2 separate regions of the Ovis aries genome follow, and region 2 is linked to region 1. The links are chromatin contacts, called in public Hi-C maps. All regions are on one chromosome and are shown on one strand. The core of a region is the stretch at or near the end of the contact, and the rest is flanking DNA. Distances in the headings are between cores, read along the strand shown. Region 1 has its middle 13 kb from the start of IFT81. Region 2 holds the start of ANAPC7 (anaphase promoting complex subunit 7).

Evidence for each region. Hi-C and Micro-C count contacts between places; a contact is called where the count stands out from the background.
Region 2: a Hi-C map of mixed tissues shows a contact between it and region 1, with 5 times the contacts expected there. The contact joins the promoter of ANAPC7 here to the enhancer-like site in region 1. A contact is called at or near these places in 8 of 16 Hi-C or Micro-C datasets (blood, hypothalamus, liver and 3 more).

Annotation. Positions count from the first base shown.
Region 1 is chr17:54,086,468-54,089,656 of ARS-UI_Ramb_v3.0, reverse strand. No RefSeq gene overlaps it. Among named protein-coding and RNA genes, the nearest start is that of IFT81, 13 kb to the left of the region's middle. Within about 2 kb of position 1,581, at least 23 of the 54 cell types and tissues checked have an H3K27ac peak or open chromatin away from gene starts, as enhancers often do. A contact at or near this core is called in muscle and tail adipose tissue, where this site is marked.
Region 2 is chr17:54,338,958-54,342,146 of ARS-UI_Ramb_v3.0, reverse strand. It overlaps ANAPC7 (anaphase promoting complex subunit 7), which reads left to right and starts at 1,657. Exons shown (of 14, transcript XR_009597020.1): 1 at 1,657-1,830.

The DNA of each region.
Region 1 (3,189 bases), core at 332-2,831:
GCTTCTTTACATGGCAGCTGTATAGTAGGGGAATAAAAGTGAAAGCCACCAGGCCTCTTAAAGCTGAGGCCCAGAACAAGCACAGTGTCATTTCCATCACATTCTATTGGTCAAAGGAAGTCACATGACCCTATTAGGTGCAGAGTCCTGACCACTGGACTACCAGGGAATTCTCTAGACTCCACCTCTTGACTCAGGAGTGGCATGTGCATACCAGGAATGATGTTCGCCAGATTCCTGGTAGACATCTTCACAGACAATCTACCACAGTTTATGTGAAAGTTTTATTTCAGCGTAGTAAACGTACATGTGTGTTCACTGAGTCACAGAATAAACATATTTCTTACTGTGAGTCACAGTCAAAAGGTTTTAAAAAACACACTCTGGGACTTCCCTGGTGGTCCAGTGGTTAAGAATCCGCCTTCCAGTGCAGGCAACTTGGGTTTGATCCCTGGCCAGGGAACTAAGATCCCTCATGCCACGGGGCAACGAGGCCTGCATACTGCAACTACTGAGCCCACCTACTCTGGAACACATGCCCCACAACTAGAGAGAAGCCCTCATGCCACAACTAAGATCTGACACAGCCAAGTAAATAAATATATATATTTTAAAACTCCACATTCTTCCACATTCATTTTTTTAATATCTTCTATAGCACTTTATACTCTCAGAATTTAATTTACTTTACTACACATCTCTCCCATTAGAATATAAGTTCTCTGAGGGCAGGGACCTTGTCTGTCTTGTTCACCATTATATCCCCAGTACCTATCAAGGCCTGGGTCTAGACAGGTGCTTAAGAAGCATCTGTTGTTGAATAATAATAAGTTATCATTTACTGGGTGCTGAGCATTTAAAAGAACTATGTCACTTAATTTGTTTAATACACTTGAGCTCCTACTGTATGCTGGTGAAACAACAGTGAACAGGATAATAATTGCTGCCACATGAAGTTTACATTACACTATGACGCTAGAATACTATCGAGTAGATTTGTTGATATTGTTTTGACAGATAAGGAAACTGAGAGTCAGAGAAGTCAGTCAGTTTACCCAAGGTCACACAGCTAATAATTTCACCCTGACACCTGGCTCTTCTCCACTCAGCCACAGATGTTGGGTTTTGCCCAGAGATGGCCCTACGTGGTTACAGATCTCAATTCCTGCAATTGCTTCTCTGAAGGATTAGACTTCTTTCCCGGAATCAGGCGCAGGGCAGTGGGAAGAGGCAAGTCCCATGACCTCAGAGTCCCTGCCTACCCCACTCCCTGCCCTCCCCATTCTGTGACGATGTCTCACACCTGGGGTGTTGCAGATTTGAGCCGCAGGTCTCAGTCACCCCCCACTGTCTTATCAGCATGTGACATCCCCAAGTGGCTGGGGACTGCAGGCCTGGCAAAGAATGCATCCCGAACAAAAATAAACCTGCCACATTCCTTGGCAGCCCCCTGCCCCTTCCCGCTCTCCAGCCATCCATCCTCACTGCAGAGCTTGCCAGGGAAGGCCGAGAGAGAGCAGGGTGGAGGAAGTGCTGCGGCAGCCCAACCCTGAGAAAGAGAGGGCGAGGGGAAGAGAGGAAGAGAAAGAAATAGAGAGATCACCTTATATGGGAACGTGCGCAGACAATGTGTGGCAATGGCTTAGAGGGCAGCAGAGGTCAGATACCAGACAGATGGAAGAAATTAAACATGGGACAGAGCGTGTTCCTGAGCCCTGAAAACAGCTCTTGTTTCACAGCGAGTTCGCACAAAACCTGGCCCGTTTTCCTTTTTTGCCTAAGCCAAGCAAGATGTGCGTCCTAAACTCTACATGACTTTGAGTCAGGCCCGTGACTCTGGCTGGCTGTGGTCTCAGTCCTCTCAAGTAATTTCTTTGACGAACAGAAATTCCTCTTTGGGAAAAAAAAAAAAAAAAAGACAGGGCTTGGTTCCCAAGAGTTTCCAATATCACTCCAAAACACATAAATTAGCAGTTAATGAGTAAATACCCCTTCATTTCTCATGCATTCATTCATTCACTCATTCAACAAATACTGAGGACCAGTTATGCCCCATGCATTGAGCCAGGGTCTGAAAAGACAGTGTTGATGATGATGATAATTGTAAAAATAATAACATCAATAATAATAACAGTTACCATTTATTGATCTGCACTCATCTGATAAGCATTTTAATTCATAATAATTTACTTAGTACCTTCCATGTTCTAGTCATTAGTGATACCAAATGTTGATCTTAAATCATCCAGTCCCTGCCATTGTGGAGTTTACAAGGGAGTGGGGGAACAGAAATGACAGATATTGAACATATGATCCCACTGGATCCTTACAACAGCTTTTAGAATTAGCTACCATTACCATCTCCATTGTATACAGGGTTTTCAGCCTCAGAGCTATGGACATTTTGGGTTGGATTATTCTTTGCTGTGTGTGTGTTGGGGAGACTGCTCTGCACACTGTAGGATACTTACCAACATCCCTGGCCTCTACCCAGGGTTTTCCAGGTAGCGCTAGTGGTAAAGAACCTGCCTGCCAGTGTAGGAGATGTAGGAGACACTGGTCAGGAGGATTCCCCTGGAGGTGGGCATAGCAACCCAATGTAGTATTCTAGCCTGGAGAATCCTATGGATGGAGGAGCTGACAGGCTGCAGTCCATGGGGTCGCACAGAGTTGGACACAACTGAAGCGACTTAGCATGGCCTCTACCCAATAGACGTCATTATCAATACTCACCCACCTCCAGTTCCTCCAGTTCTAACAACCAAAAAGCACCTCTAGACATTGTCAGATATTCCTGGAGGACAAATGACTTCTGGTTGAGAATCACTTTTTTTTTTTTTTTTTTGAGAATCACTTTTTTCAACAAATGAGGAAATAGAGACTCAGCGTGGGTTATAAAACTTCCTTAAAGTCATACCACTGGAGAGTAGGGCTTACACCCTGATCATTCTGATTCCAAAGCCCATGGGCCTAAACATTACAGTGCGAAACCCTATTTCCTTGTTCTAACAGATGACTCTGGATTTGTATGATTGTAGACTTCACTGGCTTATTTCACAAAATGGAAGTCATCTGTGCGCAGATCCCCTGAGAAGCAGGTGCTAAGATGGGCATAGATCAGCAAGAAACATACTGAGGATTTATTTATTTATGCCTATGAAGGATAGAGGGGAAGGGAGGGAGGGAAGG
Region 2 (3,189 bases), core at 408-2,907, 250 kb before region 1:
TGCTGCTCTTGACTTTTTAAAAAATCTTATTTCTCTTTTATCTTTCAATGAAAATCTTGGTTTCTGTTATCATTAATATACTTGTAATTTGCTTTATACTAATTTATAATGGTAGTAATATTATTATACCATATGCATATGTAATACATAGTATGATTCTGAAGCTAATGATTACCATATTAAGAAAGCTTCAGATTTCTTTGCAGTTCTTTGTTTGTTTTTATTTTATATTGGTGTGTAGCCAGTTGCTCTCACCTTCTGAGGTAGCCCCCACACTTTGTGGAATGTTTTTCTCTGAATAAATCCACTTCTTGCCTATCACTTTGTCTCACACTGAATTCTACCATGAGACATCAAGAACCTGAGCTTCATTAAGTCCTGAGACCAGAATTAAGACCCAACAAATGGAAGATGTCAGTGTTCTTCATAGCAAAAAACCACCTGAGGCCAGGAACCAAAGACGCTCATTAAGATTAGGTGAGACCAGATTAAAGGAGTACACATTCTGTTCTTATCAGCAGTCCTACATTTGAATAGTTATAAAATTCCTCATCAAATCCACAGTTTTTCCAGACAGGAACCCATTGTGTCCCCCTTTGCCTGGCAAAGCAATAAAGCAATGTTTTTCTCCTTCAACCCCACTCCCAACTATTTTCACTGTTTCTTTTCTGACCATTATTGTTGGTCATCTTATTTCAGGGCTATTACTGAGAATACAATAGGAGTGGTCAAGAGACTGAGAAAAGCCACAGACTAGAAAATATTTTCTGATAAAATCTGATAAAGAGGTGCTATCCAAAATACACAAAGAACCCTTCAAACTGAACAATAAGACCAGGAACACCCTGGGAATTCCCTGGAGGTCCAATGATTAGGAGTCCCTATTCTCATTGATGAAGGCCCAGTCTCAATCACTGGTCAGGAAACTAAAATCCCACAAGTTTCTTGGGGCAGCAAAAAGAAAAAAGACTAAAACCAGACAAAAGATCTATATAGATACTTCACCAAAGAAGCATATGAGAACATGCTCAGTTTCACAAATCACTAGAGAATGGCAAATTAAAATCACAATAAGATAACACTGCACTCATAGGCTAAAACTCAACCTGCTGTTGATTCACTCTGAGCTAACGACTAATTTCACAGGGTCAAAAAACGCCCTTTGGTCCCCAAAGAGCGAAGCCTGACTCCCGCAGGTACTACAGACACAACACCTGAGAGGAGGGGGCGTGGCTCTTAGAGCTCGGGCGAGACCGTTAAAGCAGTTAGGACTGCCCCTGGCGCCTGATTAAGATATTTAATTCCAACTGTTGGAGATTTTCCCTCCGCACCCTACTAGAATATTAGTTTTTATTTATGATAAATGTTAATACATTTTAATTAATTTTAAGTCTAATTTCAGTTGATCCTGAAGTGCCTTTTGTCCCCAGCCAGCTGTAAGCCTTCAGGAAAGGTTACAACTTAAAATGATGTAACTTTTGCTAAAAACAAACCAAAAAATCCCAAACTAAATTGTACCACCTCACAGGGAACTTGGCACGGAAGGAACGGAGGTTTTTTTGTCGTTGTTGTTCCTCAGGCATTTAAGTAGTTGCCTATTACTCTGGGGGCGGGGCCGCGTGTAGACCCGATGGACCCGGGTGAGGCCGCCATTTTGGACTCTTCCCCAAGGAGCTTCAGCCGGCTTTTCGCGCTGCCGCCGCCGCTATCTGCGGCCTTTCTGGGCAGAATGAATGTGATAGACCATGTGCGAGACATGGCGGCCGCGGGGCTGCATTCCAACGTGCGGCTCCTCAGCAGCTTGTTACTTACAATGAGTAATAACAACCCGTGAGTTGAGGCGGGGAGCGGCCTGGGTCTCTGGAGAAAGTGGCGCCGGTTTGGGAGCGGGGACTGTGGGGGCCTGGGCATTGGCGGGAAGGAGCGGATGCGGGCTCCCGGCTGAGGTTCCGAGGTCAGCAAGGGCCTTGTCGGGCGCAGCAGGCTTAGGAACGCAAGTTGAGTTCGCCGGGTCCCCGCGTTGTGCAGGGCGCTGGGACGCGCTCCCTGCGGGAGATGCGGCGAGCGGCTGCTTGGAGAAATGAAGGCCGAGGCTCTGAGAATGACCCTGGCTAAGATTTCCAGGAAGTTGGAAGCAGAGGGTTCGCTAAGGCACTGTCGCCGGTCAGAGCGACAGTCACATCTCTGGGCTGACTCCTCTCTTCCCGAAGAACGTTTTCTCTCGCCCAGGCTCAAAGAAGCCTTGTCCTGGCCCCTGATTAAAATACTTCGTTTTTAGTTTTAGATCCTCGTCCCACGTCTGAGGTTGATTTTTCTTTTCCCCTTGAGTGTATCAGTAGCATTTGCTTTCTCGTTCGCGCAAACACCTGAAGACGGGAGACTTCCTGGGTGGGTGGGAGTGGCGCGTTTTTAAGGACCCGCAGTGACCCTTTGACGTTTTCAGATAGTCCATAGGATTGCAAAGAGTCCGACACGAGTAAAGTGACTTAGCACACATTGCGGATGAAGCGGTGGGTTATTTCTAGCCTTGACTGCTTGCCCCTTTGCTTAAATTTTTCATTGTGTTTAAATGAAAATTTCTTCCCACGGCCTATGAAGGCAAAGAGCTCTCTCCGACTCAGTCTTACCTACTCTGCTCTCTGTATTCGCTTCCCTGGTTATGCTCTTCTGTTACTTGAACACCCCAAGGTCTTTCTCAGCTCAGGGCTTTTGCGTTTACCATTCTGCTTGGAGTCCAACTCAGAGCTCCCTCCTTTAGGTTTCAACTCAGATATCCTTCCTAGAGAACTCTTGTCTGGCCGTCAGAATTGTTCCTGGCCCTCAGCATTCTATCTCTTTACCCTGTTGTATATTATACATCACTTTTTGTTTGTTTGTTTGAGATATCTTTGACTTGTTAGTTTCAGATGTGCAATATGATGATTTGTTATTTGTATATACTGTGAAATGATCACCATAGTAAGTCTAGCTAACATCTAACAACCCCACATAGTTACAGAAAAATATTTTTCTTGTGATGGGAACTTTTCTATATTCTTTTTTCTGTATTCTTCTTCTTAACACCTAATGAAGTCTGTAGTGTGCCTGTTGATGTGCAAAGAAAGTGCCTGCAACCTCACAAAGTTGAAACATGGTGTTCAAGTTGACACATTTAGTAAGTGGAGAAGCCACAATGTCTGGGTTTTGGTC